Linked DNA regions of Astyanax mexicanus: region 1 is linked to region 2. A link is a contact called in public Hi-C data. All regions are on one chromosome and are shown on one strand. Each heading gives the region's core, a stretch centred on a gene start, on an enhancer-like site or on the middle of the called end of the contact. The rest is flanking DNA. Distances are from core to core; before and after follow the strand shown. Region 1 overlaps rassf5 (Ras association domain family member 5). Region 2 overlaps rassf5 (Ras association domain family member 5).

Region 1 (6,677 bases), core at 1,554-4,053, 36 kb after region 2:
ATTTAGTGAGTACACTCTTCTCCCTCCGACATCTAAACCCTTTTATAATTCTATGACATGCCAAGGATCATGTGACAGGACCTAGTATTGTGTCCCATGACTTTTGCCATTGTCCCATGGAAGCCAAAAAACGCTGCACTGACCTGTGGGATATGTGTGTGTAGGGCCTCATGCATTGAATGTGGATGTGATTTCTGACAGAGTTGCTGGTCTGTTTGCATGGTCACTTCTAGCCAAATGCCACAGATCACAAGCATTCCCATCAACTGTGCAAATATCAATAGTGATATTTGTTTAACACACAATTACTTACTAGGGATGCACCAAAATAACCATTTTTGGGCACTATTTTTGGCCAAAAGCCGAATACTAAAGTTTTTTTTTGCAGGTTTTCAAAAATGTTGCCTTTTTTTCACCATTGTATGAGTTATAAAGCCTAAATGTACTTTTATCTTGCTTTTTAAAGAAGACATCATTTTTGGTATAAAATATTCTGTCACTATTCTATTTACAATTCTATTATTAGGGTTCAAGCACCGAAGGTGCGTAGAACCCTATTGTTTTTGCTAAGATTTTTATTATTATTATTATTATTATTATTATTATTATTATTATTATTATTATTATTATTCTTTTTCTCCTGAAAAAACAGTTGTGCAGCCTAAACCGTAAGTCATAGAGAAATGAAACTTGGTAGGTAGATGTAGGATCAGTGCATCTCGGTGGACAACAAAAATGGCACCGATTGGTCAAGTGGTGGCGCTATAAACAAGGAAATTCATTTTTCACAATTTTCTCAATAACTCAAAAACCATAAGACCTACATTCAAAATTCTTTTTTTGATGGATTCCTTGGGTCAATACCAACAACTTTCCAATTTGGACCATGCACTCCCGTCTATATAGATTTTTTGCTAATTTGCATAATATGCAAAACCTACTTTTGCAAACTAGTCCTAGGAATGTTGACCAATCCTGGCATGTTTGGTATCAAAACACTCGTGAGAGCATGCGCTTCAATATTCATTAAGAAAAAGTTGAAATATGTAAACAATATGGCCGCCATATGCAAATTAGTCCTTCCGGATATATGCCCCATTCACTTCAAGAGGTAAATTTGGAGCACTGTTTCTCAGCAACCGTGCAACCTAGCAAGTTGAAACTTTGCATGCAGAATCTATCATACAGCCTCTAAAGGATGTTCAAAGGGCAACTTAATCAATCAACATGGCTGAACACCATCAGCCAATCAGCATTCAGCAGACATTTTGGCAGGCTGAATGTTGCCCAATCTGGATGATATTTGGCAGTTATGTTCAGGTGGAGACACTGTAGTGACCTGCAAAGTGCTGAAACAATCCGCCCACTGGGGGGCGCTGTTCCAAAAAAACGAGTATATGTCAATCATGCTGTACTATTTTGACATCTAATTGTTTTTGCCATATTTAGTACAGTGGCTCTGACAAATTTCTCAATACAACTATGTTTAAAAAGTGCTTCGTTCATTCATAATTGCTAATTGTTTGAAAATAGCTATATTGAAACTACTCTCTGGATATTTGGCCTATCACCTCCATTTCAGTCTTGCTGCACACTGTAGAGTCTCTAGGTAAATGTTCATTAAAAACATTTGTGAAAATTTCACATACAATACTCTCCAGGCATCAAGCAATCTGTGCGTCCTTGGAATTTCTAACCTAAATTGCTGTAACTCTGCAGTATTTGCTGTAATCTCACAATGTTAAAGACCTCTGTACAATATCACTCTGATGAAGCGCCATTTAATACAGAACTAGATTAAGAATAACTTGACATTATATGTCATATCAGAACATTCACTCCTTTGTGCCTCTTCTCAACATTAATAACAGGTGAAAGACTTTTGATCATTTCTAAATGTGACAGAATGTCTCCAATTGTGTTAGACCTTCTTACACATCACCATCCTATGCTCTAGTAGGCACCATTGTGCTAGTTGGTGCTTGATGAAGCACCATTTAATTCAGAACTAGATTTATAATAACTTCGTAATTACATGTCATATCAGAACATTCACTCCTTTGTGTTAATTTAAACTTGTTTGGTCAAACATTTCAGCTTGTTCTGCAAAGGTTCAAAGGTCAATCTGAATACCACTTTGTGAACATTCTGGTTGAAGCCACCTGATCAATACCAATAACATGTAGACACCTTTTGACTAGTTCTAACTCACTTAATGAATATCCTACAAAGTTCACTAGATTTACATGTGAATTTAAGCACTGATCAGGTTGAAAGGCATCTGCTCAACATTAATAACAGGTGAAAAACTTGATAATTTCTAAATGTGACAGGGCATCTCCAATCATATTAGACCTTCTTACACATCACCATTCAATGCTCCAGTAGGCACCATTGTGCAAGTTGGTGCTTGAACCCGACGATTGCCGCTTGCGGCTATATTTCTATTTGTTTTTTGTCGATTTTTGGTCAAATTAATAATAATAATAATAATATTAATAATAATAATGCATTTTATTTTAAGGCGCCTTTCTAGCACCCAAGGACACTGTACAATAATAGAAAAATAAAAATACAACAATAAATTAGAAAAAATATATAAAATAGTAAAAAGAGATTAATCAATGTAATTATATTGGTTGCTGAATATTCAATGCATCCCTATCACTTACTGACACATTTTCCCCATTTCTTTTTCCCTCAGGCTGAAGATGGCACCTACACCGGCTTTATTAAGGTCCATCTGAAGCTGCGGCGGCCCGTCACCATACTGTCCCCGGATGGAAAGGCCCCAGGCTGCAGTCCGGCCGCCGACGTTTCGGACAGACGCACGTCCTTCTACATGCCCAGCGACACGGTCAAGCAGCTGCACATCAGCAGCACCACCACGGTCAACGAGGTCATCCAGGGCCTGCTGAAGAAGTACACAGTGCAGGACAATCCACGCAAATTCGCCCTCTACAGGAGGACCCACAGGGACGGCCAGGGTAAGGGTGTGGGTTCATACTCACGAATCCAGATCTTTTTATAAAAGAGATTTTTGTCTGTTTTTAATCATTATAAACTGAGTTTTTTCAAAAATGCTCTCCAAGCTGGAGATTAGTGAAAGCTTTGTTTTCAGTGTTTTTTTTTTCAGAGCTTTATAAAAATGCTGACATCACAGCACGTGTATATTTCTGTCTGAATCTCAAATATCTCCAAACTCTCTATATAGTGAACAGCTTATGCTCTAAAACTGCAGCTTCTACAACCAGACAGCACTTGTCTGCACATTTCCACATATGAATAAATGTAAATACTAGGCCTGTCGCCAGGGCAGATTTAAGGCATTTGAAGGCCACAAGCAAAATGGGCCTTCCTTCCTTTCTCTTCTTTCTTTTCTGGATTCCTGATGGAAAACTCTGCGTTATGATAGCTGAAGTTTCATATTTTGCCGGGTGCAGGAATGACTAACTTTGTTTGTTTAATTCCAAACTGGTTGTGATCTCGGTGCCCCAGCAATTGATTGGTTTGCTTGCCGTGTTGCAACGGGCCTGCATAAAAATGTGTGGACCAAACCTCAATAATTTTAGCTGACCTCAGTTTTCCATTGTGTTTACCGGTACTAAGCAAGGAGAGCCCAATTTAGATTGATTTTTAAATAAAAAAATTGTGCTTTTATTTATTTATTTTACTATTATTTTTTTAAACATTTTTATATTTCAGTAAATCTAAATATACTTAATAACTATGGTTGCGCATTGCTTTTGATTGCTTCAAATCTCATTTATGCAAATACATTGCCTAGTAACCACCTAGGAACACCTTAGCAACCACTTAGCAACCACCACAGACACCATAGCAATGCCTTAGCAACCACTTAGCAACCACCTAGCAACTGCTTAGCAACACTATAGCAACCACCATGGATGCCATATCAATGCCTTAGCAACCACCTAGCAACACCTTAGCAACCCCCACAGACACAATAGCAGGTGCCTAGCAACGTCATAGCAATGACCATAGCGAACGGTGGGAGCAATTTTAGCTGCGTTTCCTTCTTTAAATGCATTATTATTTCATGCATTATTTCTAAATCAGTGAATTAAAATAGTGTTAATGACAATATTGTCATTAAAGTGGTTATCATGACAGGCCTTGTAAATAGTGTTCCACTGCAGATATATAATCCTCAGATTTAGAATCTGTCTTTTCGTAATTAAGGGAGTAGTGTTTAGAGTGTAATTTGTGCTAAAACCTCAGTGATTTCTCCATTTCCTTCTTCATAGTGCATTGATGCCACTCTTTATGAGGTACTTTCGCCCCCTACAGGGCTAGCATGCTCATGTAGACTGATTGAGGGAGGGAAATTTCTCATTTCTTACAAATATTTCTTACAAACATGTGAATATGTGCCTGGTGTTAATGTACCTGTGTCTTGCATGTGTTAGATCTTATACAGAAGCTGGCCGGCACTGAGCACCCGCTGTTCCTGCGTCTGCTGGCCGGTCCAGATCTGGAGAACCTCTCATTTGTGCTGAAGGAGAACGAGACCGGGGAGGTAGAGGTGAGTTATTATGCAGTGCTGCACTTTTTACATACATACATATGTACTATATGCACATCAGTGGCGGATGCTGGTCTTTCAGGGGGGGGAGCTCAATTTCGGCCTACATCTTAACATATGTAGTTTTATTTATACGTAAATTCTACTCTCCCTGAGATGTTTTTTTTGTAAACAAAAGGCATTATTTTCAAGTTTTCACTACACAACAAAAAGGTACCCATTCTTTACATTGAACAATTACATAAAAAGACGCTATGACATGAATAAACATAAAATGATCAGTAAAAAAAAACATTACGCAAAATCTTTAAAGTTGGTAAAGGAAAAAATGCAGGTAAATTTAGCTCCTTTTTGGACAGTTTTAATTTCCTTAAAATAATCCCTTTATTCATTTAAATTATTTTTAATGATAACACAATACTTATGTCCTGAGATGGTTTCTTTAAGAGGAATGGCCATCAGTACATTTAATTTGTTACAGCACTTCCAGTCAGCCAGCTCACTTTATCATACCAGAACAGCTGAAAATACCTTTTACTTTTCCCCACCTTTTACACCAAATTAATATGAGCAGTTGATCTGCCCTGCTGTTTAACTCTAAGTTTTTCTTTGTAAGGAAAACTATCAAATGGCTTCTCCAAAACGGATTTTTACACAAAAAGATCGCTGATTCGCTCATTTCGCTGTCAATCAAAAAGGGACTCCGTCTCAGACAGATCATCCAATCATCATGCAGAAGCTGAGCGTCCGGGCCGGCCGAGGCCAGCCCACTGCTCCATAGACCCCCAGAGACGCTGAGCGTCCGATGGGCGGGACAAAGCCCAGCATTTATCCAATGGCTCGTCTCGTTTCGCCGCGCGCTTTGCTCCGCTATTACAGTCTGTGGACGCTCAGCGTCCGCACTGTTTAAAGCAGCGCTGTGAAGCTGCGGGAATGAGTGAGAGGAAAGCCGCAGCGTTACCAGTGATAAGAAGCTGATTCTGATCTAAGTTCAGCGCGTTGTAGCCCATATTTACTCAGTGACATGTACACACAACAGTATATATTTAATCACTTATTTTTTTTACATTTTAGGGGACGCTGAGCTTCCCTTGCAGTCCCTTGCAATCGCCACTGATGCACATGCCACTAAAATACTTTTCCAGTCTTGCAGTATGAAACCATACTGAAAATGGAGGACATATTCACAGTGAACCTTGGTTAACTGGCACCACTCAATGAATAAGAGAAGCACTTACACAATATGCACAAATAAATTCTTAATATACCATGAATCTGCCCAATTATTATTTATTAGTGACCAGTCCTTTGCCCATGATGGTTTGCATTCTGCTGGTAAGCTCATTTATTTATACACTACAAAAATATCAGTTTGCAAAAATGAGAAAATGTATATACTAATTAAGATGTATACACTTTTATTAAAGCAAAAATCTGCCAATCCCAAAATCATAAGTAGACTGGTGACTTTTTGTACTTATTTTGAGTTCAAATTACTTAAAAATGTGACAATTGTAAGTGAGACTGATTGATATTATAGGCAAAATAATCGTACACTTACAATGCTTAGTAAGACAAAAATTCTTATCAGAGAAAAGAAACGATTTATTGCCTTAAAATTAGATTATTTCTTTCGCTTAGCATTATGTTTTTTGCCGCGTACACGCAGCAAACCTTTTCATTACACATAGCTGAGTTAATTCAAAACCAGGGCTGGTCATAATGTTCTGATATGACTATATACAGCTCTGGAGTGGCATAAAGTTATCCAAAAGCAGTGTGTAAGACTGGTGGAGGAGAACATGCCAAGATGCAAGAAGTGGTCTCTTAATTTTTTCCAGAGCTGCATACATGGGAACAAAAAGTCTTCCAAGACCAGGGTCTGAGGACTGCCCTAGAACCTGAAATATAATAAATGCATAATGAATTAATCTACTTTACTTTAAGTTGCACCCTCTGCTGACTCAGGTGTGCAAATGCATGAAAACACTGCTTGTCTAGTTGCTATAGAAGAGATGTATTGCCAGTAGAATAGGAATCTCTGCAGCAGATATACATGAACCTACACATTAAAATACTGGCACCATGCTTAATACCAGACATGGGTTTTCTGGATTAATGGTGCTCCATC
Region 2 (6,357 bases), core at 2,122-4,621:
TATAGAACAGAGGGTTAAGGATCTTTTTTACAATATGACTTGTAGTGAACGCAGCACAGCTCGCACGTGTAAACAGCATGGAGCTGCAGTGACAGCGTTTGTTAATAGCTGTGGAAATGAGCGTTATCTGGCTAATATATCAGATTAAACTGCACCTTATCAGCAGGTTAGCTCAAATAAATGGAGTATATTTGAGAGCTGGGTCAGATCGAGAACGGATCACATTGTCACCACAAGTGAACCACTCCAGAGTTCCTCTAGCAGGTCTTGGTACAGTTGTTTTGATCCGCACCCGAGTGCGATTACTGTTTTCACACCTGTTCAATTGAACCACACTAATGGTACAAACGAACCAAAGTTTGTTTTAACCAGACCAAGTAGTGCTGGTGTAAAACAACAAGATACCTTGACAAGAACCAGATTGTGATGGCTATATGACTGGAAGGTCATAACATCTCCTAATCAGGCAGGTCTTGTTGGGTTTATGTAGTATGCAGTGATCAATACCTACCAATAGTGGTCCATAGAAGAACAACTTGCTATCTGTGGAGGTCTAATTAAACCATACATGGCAATAGTCATATGCTCCAGACAGCACTATTATATTGGCAATATTTCTCTACAGGGACCAGACAAACTGTGTGTGCATCTTTTACCTTCACTTTTATAGACCCTACAGCTAGGCCCTGTGGGTCTTTACAAAATATGCTATGCTCTTACTTTTACTATACAACAATTTATAGTACCTTCTGTGCTATGATGAAGAACATAACAAAAGATTAGGGTTCAAAAGGATTTATCTACCTGCATTCAACAGCGTTTATCTTAATCTTACCCTCCAGTCCATTTCTCAACATTATATTCAGTTGAACAGTTTCAACCTTTTTCTAAACCATCTTTTCCTTATACCAGCATCTCTCCTCTCTCCAGTGCATGTTTCTCATCTGCCTCTCCTGACAGCTTCTATTTCAGCTCTGTCAGTAATGAGAGAGAACCCAGCTGGCCTGGCCTGTCATGGAGACGGAGAGCTGCTGAATGGAGGCCTGTCAGCTTTGGTCATTAGAACCGTTTCTCTTCAGGGCTAAAACCCGCACTAACGTTCCCGTGCAGTGGACGGCATTTCGCGCTATATGCTCTTTCTCACCTCTTTATTTATGTCTCTGCATTAACCACATGACAGATGGGCTGTACAGATCACAAGTGTTTAAGCTGCAGTATCGTAACTCACCTCTAGAGGGAGGCACTGTCTCTGTCTGTCAGTGTTTGGCCTATTTAGGGCCTGTTTATGATAATATTGGATTATTTTAATGGATCTTTCTCCTGTATGGTGATGTAAATGTGAGTACCCTCCATTATATGAGTGAAACCTAATGGATGCCATTCAGAGGAAAGCATCCGAGACATTTTGTAAAGGCGTAACTCAATTAGCGCTACACAAAAGCTTTGAATTGACCATATGCTTTTTAGATTGACATCATTGTGTTGGGGCTTTCAGGTCCAGAGACTTTTCTCTTTTCTCTTTAGCATCGCTGCTCATTAACCTGATCAGACGCATTGAAGCGGAGCCAGTCTGGTCTGAACGGAAGATCTGTCACAAGATAATGACATCACAGGCACTGTCAGTGGTCTGGACAGTCTCAGTGCAGCTCAAGGAGCCTGTATTTAGAGTATAGTAATAGTAAAGCTGAGGGTTTCCACACAAATGCTTGTTAAATCATCATAAAATACGAAAAAAAAAACCCAGAAAATCCAAACCGCCATTTGCTGGATGGAATCGTCAGCGGCAATACAAACAATAGGAACACACTAAATTTGGAAAATGTTTATGCTGTGATAAAAACTATGATCTCAATTATTTTTCATGTAGCATTTTATATGACCCTGCCTGGTTTTGGACTCCAGCCTTAAATGTAGATGAAATATTTATGATTAATACGGCTAATACTGTGTTAGCCGTGATGCTGGACGAGGCTAACACTGCAATAGAGATTCCAATACCACAGTAGCAAGACTGAGCGTATGCTTAGCAAAGCTAATGCTAATGCAGGGGTAGAAATTCTGGCAAAGGCCAGCAGCAGGCATGGTTGTGATTCTAATGGTACAATAGCAATGCTATAGTGATTCTGAGCAATGCTAATGGCTCGGTTGAGAAGCTTATGTCGTGTAATGGTACGAAACCAATGCTAATGGCACACTAGCAGTGCTAAATGCTAATGGCACAGTAGCTATAGTAACTGCAATGCCAACACTGCAGTAGATAGGCTGGGTAAGGTTTGCAGCCGGTTGCCGATGTAGGTACTGTAAATGCCTCACCTCAATAATGCTCTCCTAGTTGTTAAAAGCTATCAAATCCTTACATTACCGTATTTTTTGCACTAAAAGGTGCACTTAAAATCCTTTAATTTTCCAAAAAGCGTCAGTGTGCCTTATGATACCGTGGACCTTATGTATGAATTCTACTAGTCAGGTTTTAAGAAACAGTTAAGCTACTCCACTGAAGTTTGGCGTTATACAGGAGTTTCAGTTTAGTTCTCTTCAGCATTAAGAATTAAGACTGGAGCAACGTTAGCATTAGCTGCTAACCTTGCTAAGCTCTAGCTCTTTCACCATTCAGAGGTGAGTATTATCAGCCTGTAGCCAGCGTGTTTACACTCAGGGTTCTTCAGTGTAGCGCAGTCGGGTGACATTAGCATGTTAATTACCCATTACCTATTTCTTATTAAGAAATAGTGTGTGTATGTATATTACCACAATCACGAAAATAACTTGGATATTTCTAGATTTATTTTCATGCATTTTTGTGTTTTTGCTAGTTATAAAGCCAGCTACTGTGGCTTAGTGGTTAGAGCACTGCTTTAATAATTAGTCACATGGTTGTGGGTTCAAGACCCAGGTCCCTGAGCAAGGCACTTAACCTTTTTGACCCAGGAGCCTCATAGCATGGCTGACTAGCATTCTAAAGGACTTTTATTATAGTGTTCAAGTATTATAACAACACACAGTATGAACAGTCAATGACAAATATACCAATAATAACCAGCCAGTAACCAGTCCTAGCTAATGCTATTATTTTGGACATTCAAATGGATCTTTCTAGGTATAGTAATGACTATACGTAGACACAGGTACTAGCATAGTAATGGAAATTACTAGGCTATTATTCTTCGCTTTTATCTAAAAAATATAATCATGTGATCTGTTTTAGCCCCACTGTGCATTTCTTCACTGCTCCTTCACCCTGATTTATCTCTCTTTCTTTGTTGTTTGGAGAGGATGAGTAATGTTCCCACTGAGCGCTTTGCCCTGATTCCCCTCATATCATGCAAGCACAGTCCTCCACCCTGAACTCCCATGCCCTCAGCAGCAGCACACAGCTCCGCTAGCCAAATTTAGCACATAGCCTCAGCATTAGCATTAGCCCTCATGGCCTCGGAGTCTCTCCTAGAGCCTGTGTGCTCTCCACTGCCATTAGAAACACATTACCAACTTGCTAATTTGGGAATTCCCGAAAGCGTGCATACATAGTGTTCGTCAGTAGAGTGCTGCACCCACTGTTGCATTACTGGAAATTGGAGGCATCAACGATGAGAGGGAAGCAGCTTAAAAAGTGGAGGAACATTATGCGTGCAAGTAATCATGGTACTTAGAGCTCTTATTTATCAGAAAATGATCTAAAAAGCAGAGACAAAGCAGGGAGGAAACCTAGTGCAAACAATACACAAGCAGTATGTTTAAGTTTATCCCAATTTTTACATTTGTTTATAATTTATTTCTAATTTTATCTCATTTTCTACCAATTGCCTATTTGCAGTTCACATTAAAACACCATTATTCGCAATGCCTCTGAAAATAGGAAGGTTAGGACAATTGCATTTTGTTTATTTTTCTGGTCTTTTCATTTATGGTTTTCAAGCTGAACGAAATCTACATTCTATCTACTGCAATGGATGCTGATCATAGAGTAGCTAGCTATGCTAACCCAACATTTCAACTGGCTATTTAATTTTATGTTATTTATATTTGTTTAGCATAGCTTAATAGATATAATTTTTCCAACACAACACAAAAGGTTCAGACTGTCGTAGGACACAGTATTCTGTGACGTACATCCACCAACTTCCAAGGAAGGGAAGCTGAGTCTGTGGCTGTCTATAGGTCTGCGCTTACCCTTCCGTGGAAAGAAACCAACACCAGAACATCTTTACCAAGAGAAATGTCTCAGTTGCACTGGTGAAACAGATGGATTGGGTGCTGTAAAGGTTTTCTTTTTTTTCTTTTTTTTTTCTTTTTTTTTGTAAGAGTTTTATGACTTACGTGAACTACAAGGCCAAGTGCTTTTTGCATTAAACGTCTTGATGTGTAATTGCGTTTTAGCATTTTAAGAATATTGTAACCTTTATGACTCCACCCCATTATTTGTGGCAGTGAAACTGCATAAATGCCAGTTTCAATCATGAAACCCACTCATTTTTGGGGGCAGAGTGAGCCCTGGTTGCACCTGAATCCTGCCACAAAAGGCTCAGTACTTTTGCTGTACAGAAATCAAAACAACATGCATAGATTAAAAGCTCCAGCTTCAGCTTCTGTCGCCTCAGAGTCTTTGTCTTTTCTGGCGGCTCTGTGCTCACTCATTACTGTCAAACGGCAACCTCACACTGTCTGTGACTCCGAGGGGCGAGTTAGGAGATGTCCCCCCGCTGCGGATCTCAGTGTTCAGTCCCTGGAGCATTGTGGCTTGGGCTGTTCCTGGCTTCGTTCAACCCTGTTAGAGCCCACCCCAGGCACACTGTACTCTCTAGCTTATCCAAACCACAGTCTGCCCCCTTAACGTGCCCTTAAAGTCCTCTCTCTGTGCCACTAATAATCAGCTTTCTGCATCTGATGCTGAAGCTCAGAGTTTATATAACCTCTATATTAGAGAGATTTGTTCTTATTTAATGGAGAATAGCTGATTTTATTTGAAGTGTGGGGTACATCCACTGAAAGCACAGTGGATTTTGTAGTCAAACTGGATACGACTGAGAATTGATTTGAGGGATTAGAGTGTAAAAGGTTTTTAGACACTCCCTTACAAAAAAAAGTTGTCTGATTAGATAGAGACAGACATTTGCCACAAGAGGATGTAAAATGCTTCTCCCAATAGATGATAAAAAGTCTCAAAGGCCACATTTGGGTATTATACCTCTTGGTGAGACATTGTTGGCTGCTAGGCATTTTTCCAAGGGCAAATCGTTAGACTGAGAGAAGAAACATTTTAGTTTCAACTAATTTCCCAGCTCTCTAGACTGTCCGTCAGCCAGCCATTGTGATCTTTGTTTGCAGTGGTGTTAAAAATGTGTGAATGAAAATAAAAATCTTGGACTGCCACATCTGGACTTTTATCATCTTTAGAAACAAAACCTGGTTCTCTGGGATCCAACAATGGACAGGTTCAGGTATGGAGGCCAAGGAAGTGTTGAAATATGTCAGAATCATTCCTGGGAAACTGTTTCTGTCTGTGAATGCACAACCACTGCTGCATTACTGGAAAATTGGAGATATCAACAAAAAGAAGGAAGCAGCTTAAAAACTGGTGGAACATCATGCGTGCAAGTAAGCATGATACTTAGAGCTTTGGTCTTTGTTTGCAATGGTGTTAAATTGTGTAAATGAAACTTTAGGGCTGCCACATCTGGACTTTTATCATTTTTAGAAACAAATGCTGGTTCTGTTTGAGATCCAGAAATGGACAGGTTTAGGTATGTAGGCCAATTTTGCAATCTGGCAAAATCATTCCTGGGAAACTCTTGCTGTTAGTGGGTGAGCATTACCCTGCTGAAAAATGCCAGATGGAAGATCTGCCATGAGAGGCAACACATGGTTGCAGGATGTTCTGCACAAATCCCTGAGCTGTTAGTCAACTGTATTAATACTATCGGGTTGTATACAATGCAATGGTCCCCCAGATCATCACACTAGCAGTTAGGGCAATGTGTCGCTCCACATCAAAGACAGGATTAGCTTGGGGATTACATGTTTTATACATAGTTACATAGTTAAGTAGATTTATACGCCATTAACCAACTAAATCTGTGATGTTGTGGAAATATGTGATTTTTTTTATTAACAGAGTGATTAAGTTCTCAAGAACTGTGGGTTAATGTAGTTTAATTCATGGTCAATTCATGATGACTTGTAACATGTTAAATAGTACAATGACTTTCGATATGTCTGCATCAATTTAACGTTTTTGTTTGAGGCTTCATTCTTTCTTTGGCCTTGAATGAGTTCTATTGGCTTCGACTTTAGTCAGCTCCAGTTCAAACAGGCCAATCTCATATCTCATAGACTTCCTTTTTCCTGTCGCTCATGCAAGGG

What was found. Hi-C and Micro-C count contacts between places; a contact is called where the count stands out from the background.
Region 1: a Hi-C map of muscle shows a contact between it and region 2, with 4 times the contacts expected there. The contact joins two enhancer-like sites. A contact is called at or near these places in 2 of 3 Hi-C or Micro-C datasets (blood and muscle).

Annotation. Positions count from the first base shown.
Region 1 is chr24:21,440,163-21,446,839 of AstMex3_surface, forward strand. It overlaps rassf5 (Ras association domain family member 5), which reads left to right. Exons shown (of 6, transcript XM_022682719.2): 3 at 1-5; 4 at 2,705-2,987; 5 at 4,431-4,546. Among protein-coding and RNA genes, the nearest start is that of dyrk3, 17 kb to the right of the region's middle. Within about 2 kb of position 2,804, the one cell type or tissue checked has an H3K27ac peak away from gene starts, as active enhancers do.
Region 2 is chr24:21,403,625-21,409,981 of AstMex3_surface, forward strand. The region is part of intron 2 of rassf5 (Ras association domain family member 5); the gene reads left to right. Among protein-coding and RNA genes, the nearest start is that of rassf5, 41 kb to the left of the region's middle. Within about 2 kb of position 3,372, the one cell type or tissue checked has an H3K27ac peak away from gene starts, as active enhancers do.